2 separate regions of the Macaca mulatta genome follow, and region 2 is linked to region 1. The links are chromatin contacts, called in public Hi-C maps. All regions are on one chromosome and are shown on one strand. Each heading gives the region's core, a stretch centred on a gene start, on an enhancer-like site or on the middle of the called end of the contact. The rest is flanking DNA. Distances are from core to core; before and after follow the strand shown. Region 1 has its middle 83 kb from the start of LSM3. Region 2 overlaps SLC6A6 (solute carrier family 6 member 6).

What was found. A called contact is a pair of places that touch in the nucleus more often than the background predicts.
Region 2: a contact with region 1 is called in a Hi-C map of fibroblasts, with 2.8 times the contacts expected there. The contact joins two enhancer-like sites. A contact is called at or near these places in 8 of 14 Hi-C or Micro-C datasets (CD4 T cells, blood, fetal cortex germinal zone and 4 more).

Annotation. Positions count from the first base shown.
Region 1 is chr2:153,061,069-153,068,184 of T2T-MMU8v2.0, reverse strand. No RefSeq gene overlaps it. Among named protein-coding and RNA genes, the nearest start is that of LSM3, 83 kb to the right of the region's middle. Within about 2 kb of position 3,049, at least 3 of the 40 cell types and tissues checked have an H3K27ac peak or open chromatin away from gene starts, as enhancers often do.
Region 2 is chr2:153,255,750-153,262,865 of T2T-MMU8v2.0, reverse strand. It overlaps SLC6A6 (solute carrier family 6 member 6), which reads right to left. Exons shown (of 15, transcript NM_001266893.1): 6 at 37-169. Among named protein-coding and RNA genes, the nearest start is that of SLC6A6, 53 kb to the right of the region's middle. Within about 2 kb of position 3,120, at least 14 of the 40 cell types and tissues checked have an H3K27ac peak or open chromatin away from gene starts, as enhancers often do.

The sequences.
Region 1 (7,116 bases), core at 1,800-4,299:
AGCTGTATCAGTCCATTCTTGCATTGCTATAAAGAAATACCTGAGACTGGGTAATTTATGAAGAATATAGGTTTAATTGGCTCACGGTTCCACAGGCTGTACAGGAAGCACAGGAGCATCTGCTTCTTGGGGGGCCTCAGGAAGCTTCTAATTATGGTGGAAGGCGAAGGGGGAACAAGGCACTTCACGTGGCCAGAGTGCGAGGAAGAGACAGCGGAGGTGCCACACACTTTTAAACAATCAGATCTCGTGAGAACTCTACCACAAAAACAGCACCAAAGGGGGAAGTCCGCCCCATGATCCAATCACCTCCCACCAGGCATCACCTCCAATATTAGGGATATGATTCAACATGAGATTTGGGTGGGGATGCAGATCCAAACTATATCATCAGCGTTCCAAAACTGGTAGAAGATTTGGCAACACTGAACTGTTATTTCCAGATGGCCTTGCTGGCCAGAATGAGGAGCGACCACCGGATAAATCCTCTGGTTTACTGCAGTCCCCAACTTCTGAACCGGCTGCTGTGGGCCCTCAGGTTGGCAAACCCTAGGTCACGAATTCTAAGACATTAGAAAGGCATTGGGGAATAATCGTTCCCTAGTGGTTATTAGTGAACACAGTTCAGAGAGTACAGCTGGCAGGCAAATGCGTGGTGCTGATACGAAGCCCTCAGAAGATGTTCAGCTCTATAGGAAGAACAATCCCAGAAGGCTTTCCGGAGGAGGTGACAGCTCAGTAGTCCTGACAGATGAGAAGGACTTTGGGAGGCCAAGGCAGGAGGATCACTTGAGCCTAGGAGTTTGAGACCAGCCTAGGCAAGACTGAGACAGCATCTATACAAAAAAATTTTAAAATTAGCTGGATATGGTGGTGTGTGCCTACAGTCTCAGCTCTCAGGGGAGGCGGCTGAGGTAGTGTTACAGTAGGTAGCTAGTCAGACATGAGCAGGGCAGGAGAAGGCCCTGCCTCCCAATCAGGAATGTGAGGCGACCGTGAGGTGACGGTCAGGCGGTTGTTAACTCTCCCTCTAAAATAATGATAACTGGTTGCAACCAGTGCCAGGGAAAGCCAGTCTCCCAATAGATAGAAACATCTGAAGCTGGCGATCAGCCGCTTCCTGATAAGATCTCAGGAGCTGGGCGAGTGGGCTCAAGCATGTGCATTAAGAAGCAAAATGCTGGGGTTTAATTGGTGTACGACCTTCCTCTAGGAATGCTAGACTGGTAAGGGAAGAATGCCTCCAGTGAGCTTGTGCACAACCCCAGTAAACACACTGTGCTGGCAGGCCACTGCGCATGTGGACAGCCACCCAAAGGCAAGAATCAGGGGAGGAGGGACACAACCCCCAGAAGCACTCCAATGTATAAAGCCCCAAGTGAAAGATCAGACCACACACTCGCACCTCTCAAGTCGCCTGCCTGGCCCTCTTTTGAGTGTATTTTACTTCCTTTTGTTCCTGCTCTAAAACCTTTTAATAAACTTTCACTCCTGCTCTAAAACTTTCCTCAGTCTCTCACTCTGCCTTATGCACTTTGGTCAGACTCTCTCTTCTGAGGGGACAAGAACTGAGGTTGCTGCAGACCCGTATGGATTCACCACCACTAACTGTGGGAGGATCACCTGAGCCCAGGAGGGCAGGGCTGCAGTGAGCCATGACTGAGGCACTGCACTCCAGCCTGGGCGACAGAGTGTGGCCTTGTCTCAAAAGAAAAGAAAGAAAGATGGGAGGAGTTGTAAATGTTCAGGCCTCCAGAAGCTAATGAGTTTGGTCTCTAGTTGGACATCTGAACTTTGAGACCAGAAAAGAAGGAGAAGCAAGTTTCCTCTGCATATCTCTCCCTGCAATCCCAAATCCAATCTCTGCAATCCCTGGTGGAAATAAAAAGCAAAAATGGAGGCACTAGTAGATGATGATTTGAAAAAAACCCAAAGATGCCACGATATTGTCCTCACTGCTGGCCATCCTGCCTCAAATGTCACCATCAGCACCACCATGTAGAAAGCACTTATTACTTGAGGCGGAGGTCGTTTCTTCACATAAATCATTCATTTGTCCATCAGTCTGAGGCAGTGTGGATTCATTAAGCCACCAGATTAGCTAGCATAGAGAAGGAGTGCCTGGAAGGAGACAGGGGAGTGAGCGTTGCTAAAGTGCAGAGAGCTGTCCTGGGCGGTGCTCTCTGCTGGGAGCAGAGCCCAGAGGGGAGCCCTGAGCACACTGGGTGGAGGGTCAGACAGGAGGCAGGAGGAAGAAGGTGAGAGCCTCAGGGGCCACCATTCTGCAGGACCTCAATCTCTCTTTTCCAACTGTAATTTCCTCTTCCACTGACCTTAGTGTGGACCTCTTCACACTAAAGTTCTGGAAGTCTAGGATTCCATAAGTCTAATCTTCCAAAATACCACGATCCCAAGATCTCACGGATTCTTAGAGTTGCAAGATCATTTTCTTAAGTATGGAGATAAAGAAGACAAAGTAATGATTAAGATGGCATTATCTTTGAAAATGCCATCAAAGATACTGCGGTTCTAAGGTTCTGCAGTTCTCCAGGGTCTAAGTTTTAAAATTCAGTCCTTCTAAGATTGTATTAAGCCATCAACGTTTCCCATTTAGACTGAGCTGGAAGCCAGCAATCTGCAGGGAATCCAGTGATTTCTCTATGTGCTACCTGTACTGCTATTTTTCTTTACATTTAACATTTAAATTTAATTTAAAGTTTTTTTCTTTGGACTTAATCTCATTCTAAATAATAATAGTACATGAAGCTGTGAGTTTGAAGGACAAATTCTATTTCTCTAAAAACCTACCAAATAAGCTCTGGTAACGTAGCTCCTGGCACCTCAAACCATCTCAGGCACCACAAGCAATTGAAATACCGCATTTCAGAAGCCATTGCCAACGACGCCAGTCCCTCAACCCCCAACCAATTTCTGCAGGAGAGAGCAAAGCCATCCGTTTACAAATGGGCCGCAGGTCACACCTCCGGCAGGAATTCTTTGGGCTCTGAGAATGTGAGGTCCACCCACGGGTCTCCAGGGAAGGTCGTGCCCTGCTGGGCGGAGGTCGGAGTCTGGAGGTCGGGCGTCCTGCTGAGTGGAATCTCTTGTGGACTGGAGCCAGCGGGGACCCTATGCAACACCGCCATCTAGTGGCCAGAGTGTAAGGCACCGAGGGCGAAACATTGAGACACGTTTGCAGGTCCTGAAATTGGGAAAGTTGGAGAAAAGATAAAGGGACTAATGATTTAGAAACAAATAATTCGATAAAAAACAAAATAAATTGTAACATGGAATCTAATCAAGTCCTAAATGGGCAATTCAGAAACAACTTATGTGTTCACTATGGGGGCTTGGTTAAAGAAATGATGGGATATCATCTTAGGGAATAGTGTGTAGGCATTGTGATGAGTGCCATGAGCACCATGCTGACATGGAAAGATGCTCAGCTGAGTGGGGAAAAGAGCAGGAATCAGAGAGTCACCATGCAACTTATGCAAAATATAAGTATAGATCAATTTCGGGCACACATCTAGAGAGAATGTCCCCACCTTACCATCTTTCCCATGGCAGTAAATGCACCCCATTCACATGGCTGCTCAAGCCAGAAACCTATAAATCACTCAACCTTATGTCCCCCACCCTGACTGTTACACCAGTGCGTCGCCAAGTCAGTTCTGTCTCTGAAGCCCACCCACTTCTATTCCTCTCCACGACTACCACCTCCGGCCGAACCAGCATGTGTCTGGCCTGGGTGACTGCAGGGGCCTCCAACCTTGCCCTTCTGCATTTTCCAGCCCACAGCCCAGAGAACAGCCCCAGCGCCAACTGGATCATGCTGCTTCCCTGCTTAAACTCCTCCTGTGGTTTCCTGCCTCACTAGAATAAAAGCCCCCTCAAGCCAACCTTGTTCCATACCCTTGACCCCTTCTCGCTCTGCTCCTGCTCACTGGGCCCCTTCAGCTCCTCAAAGCTTTTGAGTTCTTTCCCATCCTGGTCTTCCCACCCCGTGCTGGTTCCTGGCCCTGAGACTTTCCTGGCCATGCCCCTCCCCTGCCAATCTCTACTCAAACCTGGGAACAATGTCCCTTCCTCAGAGCAGACTCTGTGGGTGATACGGGATTTCGTCTTTGTATCTTCTGATCTGTTTGGGAAACAAGTATTATTTTGATATGATCGAAACAATCAGATAGACCATTGGCACACGGTGAGTTCAGAGTAGGGGGAGGCTCAAAGGCCAGGGAAGGCTTCCTAAGGGAGGTGGAGCTTGAAGAACAGGAAGCATTGAGCCCAGGAAAGCAAACAGAATTCTAGACAGGGAAACTGGAATGAAGGTATAGAGGTGGCAGGTCAGCTAGAAGACGGGGCACCTGCTGATTTTGCTTGTTTAACACCCTTAATTCTGGTTGTAACACCCATTTTTTTTCCTCTGAGGGTGCACATTTCCCACATCCTCAGATCATGTGTTTCCAGTGAGGTTGATTCTCATTATGGGTGTGTGAATTCAGCTGGGCCAATGAGAACCTTTCCTGAGATTGTTGCTTCACCTGTTGAAAAAAGTGTTGTCTTTCCAACAGAGCTGTCAAGCTGGAAGGATGCAGGCCCAATCTTTGCCGCCACAAAGGAAGACAATAAAACCCATACAGGAGAAAACAGAGTCACAGGTGGAGACAATCACATTCCTGGTGACAATGTTTGAGCACCTGGATCCAGCCCAACCTAAGGCCATTTTCTCTTATGCTTTTTAGATCTGTGAACCAATAAATCCCTGCTTTAAGGGTTGGGCTAGTTTATCATGAGTGTCTATCATTTAAAACCCAAAGATTCCTAAGTTCCACACTAAGCTGGCTGGAACAGAGGCTTGCTGTGGAAGACAGTGAGGGAGGCTGAGCAGACACAGCAGAAACAACAAATGTCATGGCCATTCTTTGGAGGCAAGGCCTTTTTCCCAGTGGACTGAAGCATCTAGTGTGGGAATTGGAGAGTCTGAATCTCTGAGCCAAGCCAGAAATCTGAAACAACGATAGGCCCTCTCTCTTGACTGCCCACAAGCCACATTCTCCCTTCATTGACCCAGAAATCCTTTGAAAGGAGACCCAGGGACAGAAATGGCCTGGAGCAGCTCCTGTTCTTGGCTTATTGGGGTTCTGGAAGGAAACCATCTAAGTCTTCCCAGACCGCACTGGGAAGGCCAAGAATCCACAAGACAACTGGCCAGGGGGAGAAATGGGTGAGGGTGGGGAACCATTCGGGGCATTTTCCACTACTCTTTCCCTGTTTGTTTGTGGTCGGTCTGACTGCTCCTGAGGGCCCTGGTCTCTGGCAGGGGCGGGGAGGGAGTCCTGCAGGGCTGGTGGAGGAAAGGGACACAGGCCTGTAGCTCTAGCCCAGAGTTGGGGCCCTCCTAGGAACTACAGAATGGTGTGATACGTGGAGACATCCCCAGGGTCCTGAAGGGGCAGTACCTATGTCCTGTGCCCTCCCATCATGCCCAGCACAGTGCCTGCCACAGGGTTATATGCATGGCACTAGTTTCCATTTAGAAAACAAATCCCAAGTCCTTGCTAGGAGTGAGTAGAAGAGGACTTCACAAGAACCGAGGTGCATGATCATGTCAGTGTCACTGACTTGTGTCTTTGGGGCTGACTTGTGCCTTTGGGGCTATCTCCCACTCTGACCCTCCTGTAACCATCTCATCCGGTCTCCACAAGGGCAGGACTCCCTCTGAAACCTCTGGCCTGACACTAGCCACATACCACTTTCCAGCTTTCGAGAGCTGCAGCTGAAGATGCTAATGAAAATCAATACATATGGGCAGAGATTAGTTAAAATTCAACACTTAATCATGTTTTTTTTTTTAACTCTCAGCAAAAGAGGCACAGAGGAGAACTTTCTTAATCTGATAAAGAGTTTCCATTAAGACACCTGTGTGTGCGCGCGCTCACACACACACAACTAACATCATCATTAATGGTAAAATACTGAATGCTTTTCTCCTAAGGATAGGAACAAGAAATGGATGTCCGCCACTATCATTTCTACTCAGCATTGTACAGTAGAGCCCAGTTGTTTCAATGAGGCAGAAATAAAAATAAAAATAATAAAGATTAAAATAAAGCATATAAACTCATTATTTAAGATGATAATATTGTATGAGGAAAAAATCCAAAATCCAATAATAACCTATTAGTATTAATGAGTAAGTTTAGCAAGGTTGCTGGATAGAATCAACATACAAAAATTAGTTTAGTTTGTATGTGCTAGCAACAATTAGCAAATGAAAATTTTGATGTGCAATTTACAATAATACCAAAATAATCACCAAGTACTTATGAGTAGGTCTAAGGAGAGAAGCAAAGACCTCTATGATGACACAAAACTTTGTAGAGAAATTAAAGAAGACCTAAATAGAGGACTGTAGCCTGCTTATTGTTTGACCAGCTTAATATTATTACAATATTAAGTTGCCAAATTGATCTGTATGTTCCAGCAGGTATTTACAAGAAAATTGGCATGCTGCTTTCAAAATTTATATGGAAATTGCAAGGACCTAGAATAGGTAAAGCGATCTCACAAGAGTACGAAGCTGGATGACTTACTGTACTGGATGTCAAGGGTTTTTTCTAAATCCAGAGTAAGAAGACAGTGTGGCATACTGTGATCCTAGTCATGTGGACCAATAGAACAGAGTAGGGAGCCCAGAAACAAACCCACACGTGTTCAATCCCTGGATTCACAGGAAAGATGCACAATTCAGTGAGGAAAGGTGATGTTTAATAAATGGTATTAGTTCAACTGGATAGTCATGTGGGGGAAAATGAGCCTACCTCAAATCATACCCCAAAATTAATTTGAGATCCATCATAGACCTAAAGTAAAACAAAACATCTTCTAGAAAATAAAATACAAGAATATCTTCATGACCCTAGGGTAGACAAACATTTCTTAACCAAACAGGTTGAGAGATGTTTGAAATACATCTATGAAAAAAAAAAACTAATATCCAGAACATATAAAGAACTTTTATAAATTAATAAGAAAAAGACAGGCTAGGCACAGTGGCTCATGTCCTAATCGCACCACTTTGGGAAGCCGAGGCAGGAGGATCACTTGAGCTCA
Region 2 (7,116 bases), core at 1,871-4,370, 190 kb before region 1:
TCCAGGAGTCAGGGGAGGGACAGAAGTCCAACTTACCTTCCCAGTGGACCTGACGCCCTTCCAGATGCAGAAGAAACACACTAGCCAGACCAGAAGAAGGCAGAGAGCGAGGTCCCATTTCAGAGAGCCTGGGTGGTCGATTCCAGGGGACAAGCTCAGCACGTTGCGCCTTGAAGCAAACACAGAGCCAGAAGTCAGTAAGGGGCCTGGCCCCGGAGTAGAGAGAGCCAAGGCCCAAACATTAACAGGCTGAGGGTCAAATCCCACCTGAGGCACTGCATTTACATAAGTCACCTCACCTTTCCAAACCCAGGAATCCCCATTTGTCTTGAGACAGAGTTGTTGCAAAGAAAAAAGGATGGATTCAGACTCCAGATTCAGGCAAAACCAGGTTCAACTCAGTCTGACCTCAGGCAAGTTAAGGAATCCCTGAGCCTCAGTTTCCTCATCTGTGAAACGGGCACCGATTTTCTGCTGGGACTTCAACAGAACCTTCTTCAGTGCGCCAAATACTAAGTTCAGTTCTCAGCTCTACTGTTCGTTCCATCACTACAGAGGAAGTTAGCCAACTTTCCCAGACCTCGGGCTCCTCATCTATAAAATGTTGCCCTCCCCCAACATTGTCCCTCATTATTTTATTCATCCCTGTGTAACCTGGATCTCTCACTAAAATGTAAGTCACACAAGATCCTAAATTCAGGGTCTGGGATGCAGCTAGCACTTGATAAACCTTTGCAGATGTAACTGTGGTGTTCAGATGCCCAGGGAAGCTTCAGGCACACAGCCGGCACCTAAGCAGCGCTGGTTTCCTCCCCTGCCCTGCCAGGGTTTTGAGGGTCTCAGAGAGAGGCAGGTAAACAGTTTTAAGGATAACTGGCATGGGACAGCCACCAACCCTGCCCAGGATGACACGGCAGAGCATGGGTCTTTGGAGTCCAGACCTAAGCTTCCCGCCAATCCGAGCTGATTCCTGCTGTCCTGCTAAACAGGCACAGAAGCACCTACTCACAGACAGCACCTGAAAGCAGGCCAGGGCGGTGCAGGGTACTGACAGCCCAGGCCATGAAACTTGATGCCAAAAGTGGCATCCATGGTCCCAGAGCCCTGGCTGCTGCAACAGTGATCGAGGACAGCCACGCTGAGCACAGGGACATCGGCCCTGCCCACTGGGCCTCCCAGGTTACCCGTCCAGCACAGGCTGCTGGCCACAGGAGACAGGGTCTCCATGCTCCAGGGTGTTTGCGAACCCCTGGAAGACGCTGAGTTTCCTTCTAATGGGAGTCAGCTCCCTGCCTGAAGGTCACACTCCCATGCAGGAGGGGCAGGGAGTGAAGTGTGACTCTTTGCCTCAGTTTCCCCTTTTGTAAAATGGGACTAACAGCTCCCGCCCAGGATGCTCTTGGGAAAGCATTCTGGAACATCCCAAGCTTTTAGCCAGTCCGTGGGATTACCCCCACAGTCAGGGCTCTGGTTCTCAGAACACACACTGGGTTAGACCCTTTATCATTTGTTTTTTTTTTCTAGAGAAGCTTCAACATAAGGACTTTGAATAAATCCAATATTCCCTTCTCAACTGGCATTCAAGCAAGGCCTTTCTTTAGTCCACTGCTGTGTTCCCAGCACCTAGAACAGCACCTGGCCCATTGGAGGAGCTCAATAAAGACGTGTTGAGTGAAGAAGTGAATGAACGGACTCAACTGGGAGGACAGCAAGTTCACATGTCACTGTAGGACCAATCCATGAAATACTCCCACTAACAGCCAAAAGAAGGGACAGCTTTTCTTTGCCTTTTTCTTGCTGGTCACAGTGACATCAGTGGGCTCCCCCGGCACCTGATAATGTCATCCTGATAATGCTGATAGACTAAATAAAAGCCACCAGCAACCAACTGCTTTCCAAGGCCTTTTCAGTTTATCTCATCTGATCCAAGGAGTAGAGGCCATTCACCCCATTTTACAGATGGGGAAAATCAAGGCTTGGAGGGTCCACTTGCCCATGGTCACAGAGCCAGCAGGTGACACAGAGCTGCCACCCCAAGCCCACTCCTGTCTGACTCCAAAACCAGTGCTCTCTCTACTCCACTACACTGTTGATGTGATTTTAAGAGAAAACAGAGCCTAAATTTTAAAAACAATCTCTTCAGTCCTCTGCTATATGCTGGGATCACCTGGCACCTTGGGGCAGGGGGCATCTCTATAGGGCAGGCTGGCAGCCAACTGCATCCCAGCTGGGGCCCTGCCAAGCATGTGGATCTGGCGCCTGCCATGGCTTTAAAACAAAAAGCCTTTCCTCATTCTGCAGGGCTCAGCACCTTCAATGAAAGCCAGGGCAGGCTGGGCAGTGGCCCAAGACTTCCTTGTGAATGGGCAGCACCAGGAGAGGAGGAAGAGCACCTTTCCACCGTCTCCCAGGCCCTCCAGGTGCACTCGCCTTGGTCTCAAAGGAAGCCTCCCTGAGGTTCTGGAAGACTCACTGCAGAGCCCCCGTCTGGCTTCCGCTGTCCTGTCCCACGCTGGGGAAATGTCTGTCTTGCCCACCAGACCCTGAACATCCCAAGGACAAGGGCTTTATATGCTGATGAGATGTCCAGCCACAAGATAGCCTTTCGTTTGATTCTTTAGGACGAGCTGGCTGAGAAGCTTAACACCCTGGAGCCCTGACTGTGACCATACCCAGCCTGTGGCCAGCTGACCCAACAGCATCTGCCTTCCTCCCACCACCATGCTGGGCAAACCAGTGGTGCCCGATACCGATGGGAGGCTGCCACACTGGCTTGTTCGGGGCAGCTGACCAGCTATGCAGTCTACAACAAAGAAAATGAGTCCTCCGCCTGCTTCTCCATTGCTGGTGGTAGTCCCTTTGTAGGATCTCATGGTGGCATCCAGGGATGTTTGCTTTGACCAGGCAATTCCATTCCCAGGATTATCTCCTATAGTTACACCTGCATGGGTGGCCAGAGACACAGTACCCACCCCAAGCAGTGCTGTCTGTAGAGTGAAAAGTTGGAAACGACTCAAATGTCCATTAAGAGGAGCTTGTAAACTGTGAAGCAGGCACACACTGGAACACAATGCTCGGTGTAAAACAATGGGAAAGTTCTGTGTCCTACTAAGGAGCTAGGTCCTGGAGACAAAATGCAGGAAGAGAAGCAAGGTGAAGAACAGCGCACGAGACATGCTCCCTGCTGTGTAAAGAGGGAGGGAGCCAGAGACACATTTGTACTTGAATACACACATACTATTTTTGGCAGGACACACAAGAAGCTGGTGGCAGTTGCTGCCTGTGTGGGGGAGGGGGATGCACTTTGCAATGTATTTTTGCACTACTTCAATGTTTTTAATGTGCACATATCACCTTTATAAAAGTTATTTTAAATTCTTGAAAAGCTTTATAACGGGCCATGTGAACGTCCCAGGACTGAAACCAATGTATCTCATCAATCAGGATTTGTCACAACACAGCCTGACACAGGCTCAGGGCCAGAGCAACTGACATTCTTTCCAAAGATATCTCGGGCAGCCATGCCGGCTGAATCTCGGGCGGGTCCCTCCACAGTCCCTTCCATGTCTGACTTCCAGAGTCTTCCCAGCCAGAAAGCAGTCGATCAGGATCCAGCCAATCCCTACCCAGTGGTGAGGGCGTGCTCAATAAACTGTGGGGTGCCATGCCGGGGGAACGCCATGGTGCACTGCCACTCACCTGTGCCTCCTAAGCACCCCAGGAGGAAGCTGCACAGGCTCCCCACAGTGTTAACACAGCTCTCCCAGCACACTGTCTCTGCCCTTGTCCAGGCCCCTGATACCCCCAGGATGATTTCCAGCAGCCTCTTCATCCTCCCTCCACTCCTGCCCCCACAAGTCAGAGGGAATCTATTAATACCTATGGCAGGCCACATCCCTCCTCTGCTCCACATCCTCCCGAGGCTCCCACTCCGTAGCCAACACAGCTCGCCTGACCTTGCCATTCAGACTCAGACACTTTTAAGAATGAGTGGGTGCCAATTAGTAATCACACAGGTCAACGGGTGTAAAGGGGAAGTGTTCTGGGCAGGCTGGGGGTGCGGGCACTCAAGCCCTACCCTCATCCCCCAGACTGCACCATCACTTCCTCCTCCTTCAGCCACCCTAGCTGCTGTCTGGGACATTCCCTGAACAGGTCGAACGTGATCCTGCCTTAAGGCCTTGGACCTAACTGCTTCCCTCGGTCACTTGTTCCAAAGCTCCCTCATCCCTTTCCTTTAGGTCTCTGTTCAAAGGCAACATCCCCAGGGCAGCTGTTCCTGGCCACCCTCTGTAAAAAATATCCCTGGTCACTCTTCTTCCCCTGCCCAGGGCCTGTTTCTGATCACTTATTGCTTTTATACTATAATTTTATATGTGCTATTTCATGTCTGTCTGTCCCATTAAAATGTCAGTCCCAAGAAGGCAGGGTCTATGTCTGTCTTGATCACTGAACAGTGCTTGGCATGTAATAGGTGCTCAGCAGACATTAGTTGAATAAATTAATTATACCCATTTGATTGATGGGGAAACTGAGGCTCAGACAGGTTCAGGAATGCACCTGAAATCACTCAGATAGAAATCAACCCTGGATCTAGTTCCTTTTTTCTGATGCCACCCTGGGGACCAGTCACCTCATGTGCTGGGCCTGGTGCTGGTCTTGGCAAGGGCCCCAGCATCCCCAGCTTCCTCATGCTCTCATGCAGAGGGAGGAGACTCCGAGGTAAGCTGCATTCTTGTCCAAGAATAGTAATGATTCACTCCAGGGTGGGATCCAAAAAAGAATTGCCTGGACGTCTGTTTTGAGTCGGCCGCCCTGCTGCCGTCCAGCCGGCACTCAGAGATGTAAATACGTCCTCCTAGCGGGCCAAATCGTTTCCTTTTGACTGCAGGCCAGCCATTTATTGGCCATGGTTCTCCCCTGGAGACTGGCAGAGGCAACAATTATAAAAGGGCCCGTCCGCCCAGAGCATGGGGCCGTGTAGCCTTTCTCCACCGCCTCCTCCTTCCGACAGCTGCAGGGGAAGATTGGCTGAGCAGGCCTTGTTTGCAAATATGACTCATTTCTTTGATTCTAATAAAGTCTAATGATACGTGCCGAGCTCCCAGGGGGCTCTGGAGGAGCCTAGGAGGAAGGCACGGCTCCAGCCTGATGGAGGGCATCTGGCCAGGTCTGGCCCTGCCCGTCCTCCAGGGCAACCTTGGGACAGAGGTGACCCCAGACAGCAAGGAGCAGCAGGGGGACAAAAGCTCTGCTTCCCCATCCCAGAGCAACTCGGCGCTCAATTATAAAGCCAGCGTGAAATGACTGTCTCTGGGGCCCCGGGGGCTTCTCATGAGGATCTGGAAAAGTGCAGCTCACTGGCTCCTGCTGAGAATGATGACTTAGCACTGCACACAGGGTGGGCATAGGGGTCCAGGCTGAGAGAAGACCCCACAAGTAACCTGGGAGTGGGGAGACACACACGTGGCACAATGTGACCTGTGACCGTGGACTTGGGCTCCCAGGCCTGGCCTGGGCTCTGGGCTGGTGGCTGGTGGGGACACAGAAAAAAGGTTAGCTGGAGGCAGGATGCAGTGCTGAATGCCAGGGCTGGAAGCTTTGCTCCTTCTAGCTGTGCGTGTGACCTCGGGCAGGGCACTGCCCATCTTGCATCGTCAGTGTCCCATGGCCCCCCGCAAAGCGCATCCCTGGTCTTAGCTCCATAACGCTCAAGCCAGGCTGTGAGTCATTGGGACCACGCTACTTCTGTTGACAGAGAAGAGAAGAGGGCGTGGAGAGGTGAGGTCACTGCCTTAAGGTCGTGCAGCTGGGATGTGTGGGAGCCAGAGTTGGGCTGTGTCTCCCCTGACAAGGAAAGGAGAATGTCACCCATTGCTGCTCTGCTTTCTCCTCTGTGAAAACAGAGGGAGGAGGGGCTGGGAGGGAGGGTCAATAGGGACCTTCCCTGCCCAGAAGCCAGGAGATGGCTCCGCTCCCCCGGTGCCTCGTACCCCTGACTTCCAGAGACTCCTGAGCACCTGCCAGCAGCACCTGCTGAAGGAAAGGACGGGCCAGGGACCTATGCATCTGACGCATGTAAGAGAAGTGAAAGGAAGCAATGGCTGGGGCTGGGCTTTAGCTTGAGGGCCACCAAGACCAACCTTCGAGGGTGTCCTCACTGCTCTGTCGCCCAACTGGCTCCCAGACAGCAACACGCAAAAAACTCCAACAAGATTCACTCGAGAGAAACCTCAGAGCCAGACGCTGCAGGGTTGGTGGCTATCTTCAGGGGGATTCAGATAGGTTTCACCCCAAAGGGAACCCAGACCTGCTGAAGGCTGAGGCCTCTGAGGCCCCATATACATCCAGCCTCTCTTTCCCACCAGTGTGTTCCCTAAGGAATCACAAAAATCACATTCAGTTCAGTCACACCACCTCCCTTCTCATATACCTTCCACAGTTTCTCCTCCAAGAGAACGAAGTTCAAATGTACCCGCCTAACATCCAAGGCTTTGACCCTTCTCCCTGGCCCTACCTGTCCCTCACCCATGCATCCTATGCTCTAGCCGAACCATCCCAAACACTCATGTGCTTTCAGCACGCTGACTCTGCATGGGCTGTTCCTCCTACCTAAACTGTCTTGTCACTCTCCTTTTCTGCCTAGTGAGCTTCTACTCATCCTTCAAATCCCAGCTCACATGCTCCTCCATCTGCAGACGGGGAAGTGAGCCAGAGAGAGGTAGTGATTTGCTGCTCCACACAGGTGAATGCAGACATGGAACTAACGAGGAGATTCAGCACCCAGTGGGCACTTGCTGTGTTGAAATAGTCTCAGTCCTTTCTGTCAGGGTGAGATCATAGCATGGGAAAAGCCACGAGAGGGTTCTGAGCTGCAAAATAACAGGTTGGATTCAGAATTGGTTATGGAGGTGCAAGGATAAGGCACAGAGAGATCCAAGAGGCCAGTGCTGGTGTCCAGGAGAGTGATGGGGGTCCCATGGGGTGACCGTGCATTGGGACAGTGCTCGGATTCTAGGTATACACTGAAGGGGGAGCCAAGAGGATGTGTGAATTGGATGTGGGATTTAAGGGAGGAAGAAGAGTTTTGGACGATGCCTAGACATTTCCCCTACT